Linked DNA regions of Mus musculus: regions 1 and 2 are each linked to region 3. The links are chromatin contacts, called in public Hi-C maps. All regions are on one chromosome and are shown on one strand. The core of a region is the stretch at or near the end of the contact, and the rest is flanking DNA. Distances in the headings are between cores, read along the strand shown. Region 1 overlaps 1700113H08Rik (RIKEN cDNA 1700113H08 gene). Region 2 has its middle 7.0 kb from the start of Gm29915. Region 3 overlaps 4930555G07Rik (RIKEN cDNA 4930555G07 gene).

What was found. A called contact is a pair of places that touch in the nucleus more often than the background predicts.
Region 1: a contact with region 3 is called in a Hi-C map of the N1E-115 cell line, with 4 times the contacts expected there. The contact joins two enhancer-like sites. A contact is called at or near these places in 7 of 39 promoter capture datasets (3T3-L1-derived adipocytes, the HPC-7 cell line, cranial neural crest and 3 more), 1 of 15 datasets of contacts at CTCF or cohesin (pro-B cells), 1 of 484 Hi-C or Micro-C datasets (the N1E-115 cell line) and 1 of 115 datasets of contacts at active chromatin or transcription factors (embryonic stem cells).
Region 2: a contact with region 3 is called in a Hi-C map of the N1E-115 cell line, with 6 times the contacts expected there. The contact joins two enhancer-like sites. A contact is called at or near these places in 4 of 39 promoter capture datasets (cranial neural crest, embryonic stem cells, liver and 1 more), 1 of 484 Hi-C or Micro-C datasets (the N1E-115 cell line), 8 of 115 datasets of contacts at active chromatin or transcription factors (embryonic forebrain, embryonic hindbrain, embryonic midbrain and 5 more) and 3 of 9 other capture datasets (embryonic stem cells, embryonic tail and pancreatic islet).

The regions. Positions count from the first base shown.
Region 1 is chr10:87,100,452-87,103,151 of GRCm38.p6, reverse strand. The region is part of intron 2 of 1700113H08Rik (RIKEN cDNA 1700113H08 gene); the gene reads right to left. Among named protein-coding and RNA genes, the nearest start is that of 1700113H08Rik, 44 kb to the right of the region's middle. Within about 2 kb of position 1,356, at least 20 of the 459 cell types and tissues checked have an H3K27ac peak or open chromatin away from gene starts, as enhancers often do. A contact at or near this core is called in the N1E-115 cell line, where this site is marked.
Region 2 is chr10:87,499,642-87,502,353 of GRCm38.p6, reverse strand. No RefSeq gene overlaps it. Among named protein-coding and RNA genes, the nearest start is that of Gm29915, 7.0 kb to the left of the region's middle. Within about 2 kb of position 1,368, at least 9 of the 459 cell types and tissues checked have an H3K27ac peak or open chromatin away from gene starts, as enhancers often do. A contact at or near this core is called in the N1E-115 cell line, where this site is marked.
Region 3 is chr10:87,291,968-87,294,967 of GRCm38.p6, reverse strand. All of the region lies in intron 2 of 4930555G07Rik (RIKEN cDNA 4930555G07 gene), which reads right to left. Among named protein-coding and RNA genes, the nearest start is that of 4930555G07Rik, 63 kb to the right of the region's middle. Within about 2 kb of position 1,422, at least 2 of the 459 cell types and tissues checked have an H3K27ac peak or open chromatin away from gene starts, as enhancers often do. A contact at or near this core is called in the N1E-115 cell line, where this site is marked.

The DNA.
Region 1 (2,700 bases), core at 107-2,606, 190 kb after region 3:
AGTAGTAGTTAGAAATGATGTTTGTTTCTAAAGTATATTCATTGAAACCAGAAGGGTACATTTATGTATAATGAAGTTTTTGAACTTGATTAGATTTGGTGCTGAATTATTAAATAACTTCTTAAATAACGGGAGAAGGAAGAGGTGTTTCAGGAAGGGCAACAGTGGGCTACAGAGCCTGGGTGGAGGCTCTATTTTCAAAAAATTCCTTGTTCTAGTCAAATCTGTTTAAATTCATTGAAATAAATTTGAGTCCTGTAAAGGTCATGACTCAAACACACACACACACACACACAAAATTGTCTTAAAGGGACTAACCAGGAAGGTTTGCAGTCCCTTTTAGGTCTGAAACAGAAGAGAACTGACCGACGATTCTGACTGTGCCACACGTTAATATAACAACCAATTATCGTTCCGCAAACACAATCTCCGACTTCATTCTTGTTTACAAGGTAACAACTCAGGGCTGTGAGTTAGGAAAATGAAATGATGGACGGGAGCCACCAAGGAAAACTCTGGGCAGGATTTGGGGCTTTTTACTGGATGCGGTCCGTTTCATTAGTGGGTCTGCGTCCCCCGCTGGGCTCTTATTTCTAAGCCTTTTGTTTGGGATTTTCCTTTTAAAATGATATCTCCAACGCAGACATCCACATTTGTGTAAGAAAACACTTTGCACATGTCCGAGAAGCCTGTAGAGTGGTCCTGGAAAGCACAGAAATCTTTTTCAAAGATAAATAAATAAATTAATTAATTAAAGAGAAGAAAATGGATTTTTTTTTTTAGGCTTCCCTAGCAGGTGGGTTTCTGGTGGCTAAAAACCTGTTCCCAAAAAGAAATAAGCCTTTAACTGTGTCGAGAGAAAAGACACACAGGTCCTGATAATCCTGGCAAAACTAAATTGCAGACCTGGGAACATTAAAAAAAAAAAAAGACACAACACCCTTCAAAAGAAAAATAAAACAATACTCCCAAAATAGGCCCGATTATGTGGGTCACTGCATACTGTGTGTTCCCCTGTAGCATTTTATCCCAGTTACTGTTGCCAGGGGACACCTGATGCTCTCATTATATATGTTTGTCTTTCACATCTACATTGGAGCCAGTTTTCCCCCCTTCCATGTTCCCAGAACTGTAACAGAAATAAAAAAAAATAAGGAACGGACCCCATTATTACACAAATACCTACAAAGCAGAGAGAGTGACCCCTGGGGCTCCCCGTGTTGTCCCTGGAAGCATTGATGCCCTCGCCCCCAGGGCCTCTAGCCTTTTGTCAAAAGGTCAAAGCCAGAACCTCAGCTGAGTACCCTCTGTGAAGAATTAACAAGTTGACAATTTGGACCCCCCCTCCACCCCCATCCCCTGGCCCAGCCTGCTTGAATGCTATAAATAGAGACATCTGGATAGAGCCCTTTCACTGCAGTAATTGAAAACGAACACGGATCAAGTTCTGGCCTGTTGTATTCATAAATCTTGAGGCTTAATTACATTAAAGGGAAATCTAGGGCCCAGCACTATGGTAACTGCAGGTTCTATTGGCCGCTTGAATCATGAATCTTTAAGATAAGTGGTTTTTTTTCTCCCCCCCCCCCAACTCTTTAGTAGAGTTGAATGGGAAAATTTCAAACCAGCCTTCTAGTATTAAATGTGCCAGGGAACTTCTGAGAACATCCTGGGCCCCCTCTGTTGGAACATGAGCTTCTACTACATGCCGCTGACAACGTGTGTTTCCTTTAAGCACACTCCTCTTCCGGGGCTTAAAACTAGACGTATTTTTGAGAGTAACAACATACCTGACAGATATTTATTTCAGATATGTCTTCCCCCACAGGTGAACACAGAAAGTGTGCATCTAGCTAAAATTTAATGAGTGTCAGGAGGGAGGGAAATAGCCCAGACTGTAATAGCTTAAAATTCTCAGTGAAGTCAGAACTCTCAGCATCCCCTTTAATAACAAGTTGAAAATGGCACCCTCCAGAGAGAACCACAGACGTGTATAAACAACCTATGGTGGGGTTTTCTTTATTGTTTCATGTAAAGAAAAAAAAAACAATTATTCTATTCTATTTCCCGAAGCTGGATTTCAAAGTGCATAGCATAATGGTTTATAGCTTTGTCTTCATTTTTTTTACACAGGGTGAGTGACATCTGGGCCACTTTGACTGGTGAGGAACACTCATGATTCCTCATTTGGAAATACATGCACACCAGTCACCCTGCGGAGAGGAAGCCCTGGCAGGACCATCTCCAATGGGATCAGAGCCTGTACTGTCCGTAGTTCCTCCCCGTTTCTTCTACATCCTGAGCACATAAGATGCTGTGCAGGGGCCCTGCTCAATGAGCAACACACTGGATGGGATCTGTGAGCTTGGAAGGAATAGCTTCAGGAGCCTCCGTGCCTTTATGCTTGCTTCCCCCCCCCCCCCCCCCACACACACACATCTAGTAAGAATCAACCCATGTGAAAACATGCCCAAGGCTGGGCAGAGACAGCCACTTCATTAATATTTATCCTGAATTTCATCACTCAGACACAGTGTCCACCTAAAGCTACCAACCACCATGCTTACAATAAGGGAAATGTTTCTGCCTTCTGCCTTGGGAAACTGTGTTCCAAAGGAATCAGAAGACTAATACCACAGGACACGGAGTGGTGGGGGAGACTGTTGTTTTTTGGGGTTTTTTTTGTTGTTGTTGTTTTGT
Region 2 (2,712 bases), core at 119-2,618, 210 kb before region 3:
GCGCCCCTGTTCTTCATCCACCAGAAGGTTCCCCTAGCCCCTTGAATCTGGAAGCATCTGCAGGCTTGCAGAAACTCCGGATTTCCTGAGCTTTCCAGTTCTACTCTAAGGATATGAGCTAGGGTTCATTCCATGTTGTATAAAGAAAAGTGTCACAGAGGTGATCTTACTGAGCAATGTGGCTGGGAGCAAACCTTCAGAGTGGGCAGGCAGTGCGGTGGCTTCACAAGGAGTTCCACCTGGATGAAAGGAATGAAGAGTGGGTGGCTGAAGGAGGGGAGGTGTGTGCAAAAAATCAGAATTAAGGAAAAGGTTTGGGACAGAAATTCCAGAATGAAGGTGGGGCAGAAACAGCAGAGTTTGGATTTAGGGAGATTTTGTTTGGTTCCTGGGCTTAGTGGTAAGCTCTTATCTGCCTCATTAGCATGAGCTGCGCTCAACACACTCAAATGCTCTAATAATTTATTATGCCATCCCATAGGGGTCGCAGCCCAGGGGCGCAGAGCACAAGACTAGGACCTCAGTAGCTGCGCTGCTACCCAAGAGCTCCCTGCTAGCTCCGGACCCTGCAGCAGTAGACTGTGCAGAGCTGATGCACGTCTGAAATGTCTTTTCCCCTACATTCATCCCCGGGATGGTAGGATAGCTCTGGTCCCTCCAAGATAACTTGGCTTTTGCTGAGCACCAAGTGAGTGGGATTTGAGGTTGGTAGCCAGGGTGTGAGCTTTCCAGGAGTCTGAGAACAATTTAACGACTGCAGCGGCCCCTGTCCCCACTCTGCTTTCACCCCCTCGTTCCAAGATGGTCTATAAAGGGGCGGGGGACAGGGTGGGGGCGATGGACTGAAATCTGGCCACTCACGTCCACGGTTCTATTCACAAAACAGTTTCAAAATAAGTTAACCTCCACAGGGTGTTTACCCCTCCCCTTCTAATTGTCCCGGTTCCTCCTCCCTCTCCCCGTTCCAGTCTGTTTTATGTCCCTCTGCGTTGTGCCAACTATTTTATCTTTATTCCTTCTCTTTCTCTGTCGCCATTCATTCCCTTTTTGTGTGTGTGGCTTCTGGAGCCGATGTGCGGCTCATTACCACCCACTGCAAACTCGCTCCTGTCGCTGAGGTGTTTCTATACAAACCGGAGCGTCCAGTTGTCATATTAATTATTACACTGAGTAATGACTGAAATGGTCAAAATAAGGGGAGACTCAAGAGCGCTTTTTCCTGCTGCTCAAAGATTCAGCAAAGAAGCCTTGCAACAAAGCGCTAATTGGTCCCCAGAAACACTCTGACAAGGCATGGAAGATAGGTTTCACAGAGCCCTGTGATTGTGAGGGGGAAGCTCTGAATGGACCCCACGCTTCTTTTCTAAACTCTCTTGCTGAGCAAAAAAAATGGACCTCTGTTTGAATACTGCCCTGATCCTTGAATACTATACCCAGCAGAGAAAAAAATGCACCATTTATTGTAAGTTTTTTTTTTTCCTTCTTCTTCTTCTTCTTCTTCTCAAGCTATTCAGGGGTTCTCTGTGAAGAATCAGCTGGTTTTGTTTACGGTGAAAGACCTTTGCTTTGTTTTCATTCTTGGAGGAGGTGCGGAGGGGGGTGCTGGGGGAAGAAGACCCATGTGCCTAGACAGAGCTGGCCGGCCTACTGTAACAAGAAAATAGAGTGTAACAAATCCTACAAAAGTTTAGAATGTATTGATTCTTTGGAGAGCTATATAGATTAACGACTTTCTTTATGCTTATCCAAGGAAGGTATTTAATCATAATGTAAATGGGGCTTTAGAAAAAATAATAAAGAGTCGGCATTAGTTCTTCTTATTTGGAGAACTTCAAAAGCTCCTGTGAGGGTGACTGCAAATTACTGCCCCCTCAGTCCCCCCACCCTCCCTCCTTATCCCAAAAGCCACAATAAAATATACTTTGTGCTTGTTTTGTTTCGTTTTTCTCCAACTTTTTTTTTCTTTTCTTTTTAAGACATATTGAAAAAGTGAATAGCTTCATTAGGAGCCTGGAGTTCTTGATGCAGGTGCAGGCCAGGCTGTTAGGACCAAGCTGCAGAGCCAGAGCCAATGTGAGGCTCCTGCTCTTCTGTCCAGGAGAGTGGCCCTCTCCACCTTTGCTGCACACCTAGCACTCACACCAAAGTGACCTGGGAAAGGGCGTGCCTGACAAGGGGCCATCACTTAGGGATGTGCTTTTTTATGTTCCCTGGGTAGGATAGCACCTAGCATGGGCTTAGGGGAGTTTACCCTCCAGGTTCTGTGTTGTGGCTGGCAGGAGCTGTAAACCCCCTTTTCTTGGAGCACCTGGGGTTCTTGGGTTCAAAACTCCTCCAACTTGATGACTGCACTAAAAATATTGTGACAAAAGTCAGAGTCCAAGATTTAACTGCATTTTTTTTCTCTTTATCCCTCATTTAAAAGCCTCTATAAACACAACTTTATTAAAATATTGTTTCATGGAAAACCTAGTTTAGCTGGGTGGTAGCGGCTCATGCATTTAATCCCAGGACTTGAGAAACAGTGGCAGGAGGATCCCTGAGTTTAAGGCCAGCCTGGTCTACAGAGTGAGTTCCATCTAGGACAGCCAGGGCTACATGGTATAACCTTGTATCAGAGAGGAGAGAAAGAGAGAGAGAGAGAGAGAGACAGACAGACAGACAGACAGACAGACAGACACAGACACAGACACAGACAGACACAGACACAGA
Region 3 (3,000 bases), core at 173-2,672:
GCAAGCTGGAGGCTTTTTAGGAGTTGTCAGATAAAGCACAGAATGCCCAGTTTAATTTGAATTTCAGATAAATAGAAAATAGCCACTTGCTCTAAATTTATCCTAGATACTATGCAATTATTCTTCGTTGTTTTAGTTGCATATTTCTTGGCTATTCTGTATTTTTATTTTATTAAACCGGGGAGCAAACTAAAGAGAAATAAGAAAGGACCACATGCAACTCAGAGGTTATATGAGCTTTAAGTAGAACAGTTCACTCAAAGGGGCTCTGCTTTAGCTTTCGTTAACTATGTCATTTATCCTTTCCTAAGAAGCTAACCAGCCACTGCACCCTGTTGGTTTTATTAGCAGTTTTGAGAAGATGTTTCTGCATGAAATTTACTGCAAAACCCGCTATGCTGGAAACAAAAATCTAGGTTGCCATCTGCAGATAAAACAAATAAATAAAACTTCAGAAGTAAGACAACAGAAGTAGAAGAGTGAATTGTTTGACACTGAGTCAGGAGATTCTAACTCCTGTCTCTTCCAGCCGTTATTGGTCATCCCACTCAGTGATGTCCAGTACAAACCTGCTGCCAAGGCACAAACAAGTTGTGAGAGAGGCCAACTGCATATTTAAATTCTGGTAAGTGTCTTCATCCACAAAGGTGATGTTACACTGAAAAGAAGAGTGTAAAAATAACTCAACGATTAATTCCATGATGCTAAAATCAGAGGAAGACGGGGTCTGTTTTCTTCCATGTTTGCCAGATGGGGAAAATATAGTGTAGAGCTATGCTGTTACTATTCCAAGAGCCCACAGCTAAGAATGGGATGCCTGGTCTAGCATCAGGACGTGAGAAACCCCAGGCCTAGTTTCTTATAGATCCCACACTCAAGATGTTATTAAACAATAATAAACTTTTTTTGATCTAGAAAATTCCACACTTGCATTCTTTGCCAGCTGGCTTGCAACCTTGCCATGTCTTACAAGCATCTGACAGGGACCTAGCTGCTCTTGATACTCTCAAAGAAGACTCAAATAAGAGCTTTTTCCTTTCTTTTAGCTAATAAAGATCACCCTTACATGAATCGAATGAAACAGTAAGTCAAAAATAAATATAAGTTGATCAAAATATTTTAAGATTTTGAATGTAACTGTCTTCCACCTGTAGACACATCAGATTATAGTAAAGATCTCTCTTTTTACATTTTTGAAAGGATGGCAGCTTTGGCTCAATAGTGTTAGTGAGACAATCCCTTAAGCTGTGTCAAAATGCCACTTGTCCAAGATACCACCCAGATTTGAATAATTTAGAGAGAGAGACAATACACATGCAGAAAGACTGAATCATCTTTTGACTCCTGGGGCTTTTGAGGGCCTGCCTCCTGCAGCCCCTCCCTCCTTCCTGAGGCTGTGTCCTCTCTGTCAGCAGTGACAAGTGCCAATCAAGCCTTTGGTGGTAGAGGGAGGGGCACTGGAGAAGCCAAGCTTGGGAGGGAGGAGAAACACGAACTGCTGTGGAACAATTGCTCAAGGGAGATTCCCTATCAGTGTGTGGTCTGCGGGGAGAGGACTCTTTCCCTTTGCTTGGGCTTCTAATCTCTAACTGACTATTTACCTCTTTTTATAAACTCCAATCTCTCTGTTGCCCCAAAGGCTGCAAAACAAATCGCCTGTCAGCCAGGATTAAGCCGCTTTGTTGGCAATGATTAGCAGGTTTGCTTGTATTTTTAACATCTTCAGCAACAGCCTACCCCATCAAACCACTCAGGGAAAGACTAGCCTTACTTCCACTAAAGCTAAGTGAATGCTGAGGTAACTCAGGAGGAAGGTCTCAGAGAGGCAGAGTTAGCATGACAGGTGACTGTAAAAATATGCACACGCCATTGGATTTTATGTCGTCGTTTTAAATCATGTACTCACCCACACAACTGCCCCCTGGAAATATCCTGCAAATGTCTATATGCCACAAATTATAAGAAACATTTCTGCTGGTTGCCCTAAAAACCCTCCTAGTGGTCAGCATCCTAGATCTGGCTTTCTACAGTTTTCTGTTGTATTCTCGAATATGTCCATTCTAGCACTTAACCATAAAGATTAAAGTGGTATTATTGCCTAGAAATTCTCCTATGCTCTTTGAACAACCTGATGGAAAGGAGCTGCCTTTATCCCCCACCATCCCTGGTACATGTATTGGCTTGTTTCGTGTGCCAATTTGCCACAAGCTAGAGTCATCAGAGAGGAAGGAGCCTCAGTTGAGGAAATGCCTCCACGAGAGCCAGCTGTAAGGTGTTTCTCAATTAGTCATCAATGAGAGAAGACCCAGGCCTTTATGGTTATGCCATCCCTGGGATGGAGGTCCTGGGTTCTATAAGAAATCAGGCTGAAAACGCATGAAATTCAAGAAGAACAAGACCAAAGTGTGGACACTTTACCCTTTCTTAGAAATGGGAACAAAACACCCATGGAAGGAGTTACAGAGACAAAATTTGGAGCTGTGACGAAAGGATGGACCATCTAGTGATTGCCATATGCAGTGATCCATCCCATAATCAGCTTCCAAATGCTGACACCATTGCATACACTAGCAAGATTTCGCTGAAAGGACCCAGATATAGCTCTCTCTTGTGAGACTATGCCGGGGCCTAGCAAACACAGAAGTGGATGATCACAGTCAGCTATTGGATGGGTCACACGGCTCCCAATGGAGGAGCTAGAGAAATTACCCAAGGAGCTAAAGGGAACTGCAACCCTATAGGTGGAACAACAATATGAACTAACCAGTACTCGGGAGCTCTTGTCTTTAGCTGCATATGGATCAAAAGATGGCCTAGTCGGCCATCACTGCAAAGAGAGGCCCATTGGACTTGCAAACTTTATATGCCCCAGTACAGGGTAACGCCAGGGCCAAAAAGGGGGAGTGGGTGGGTAGGGGGTTGGGGAGGGGTGGGTATGGGGCGACCTTTGGGATAGCATTGAAAATGTAAACGAGGAAAATACCTAATAAATAAAAAAAA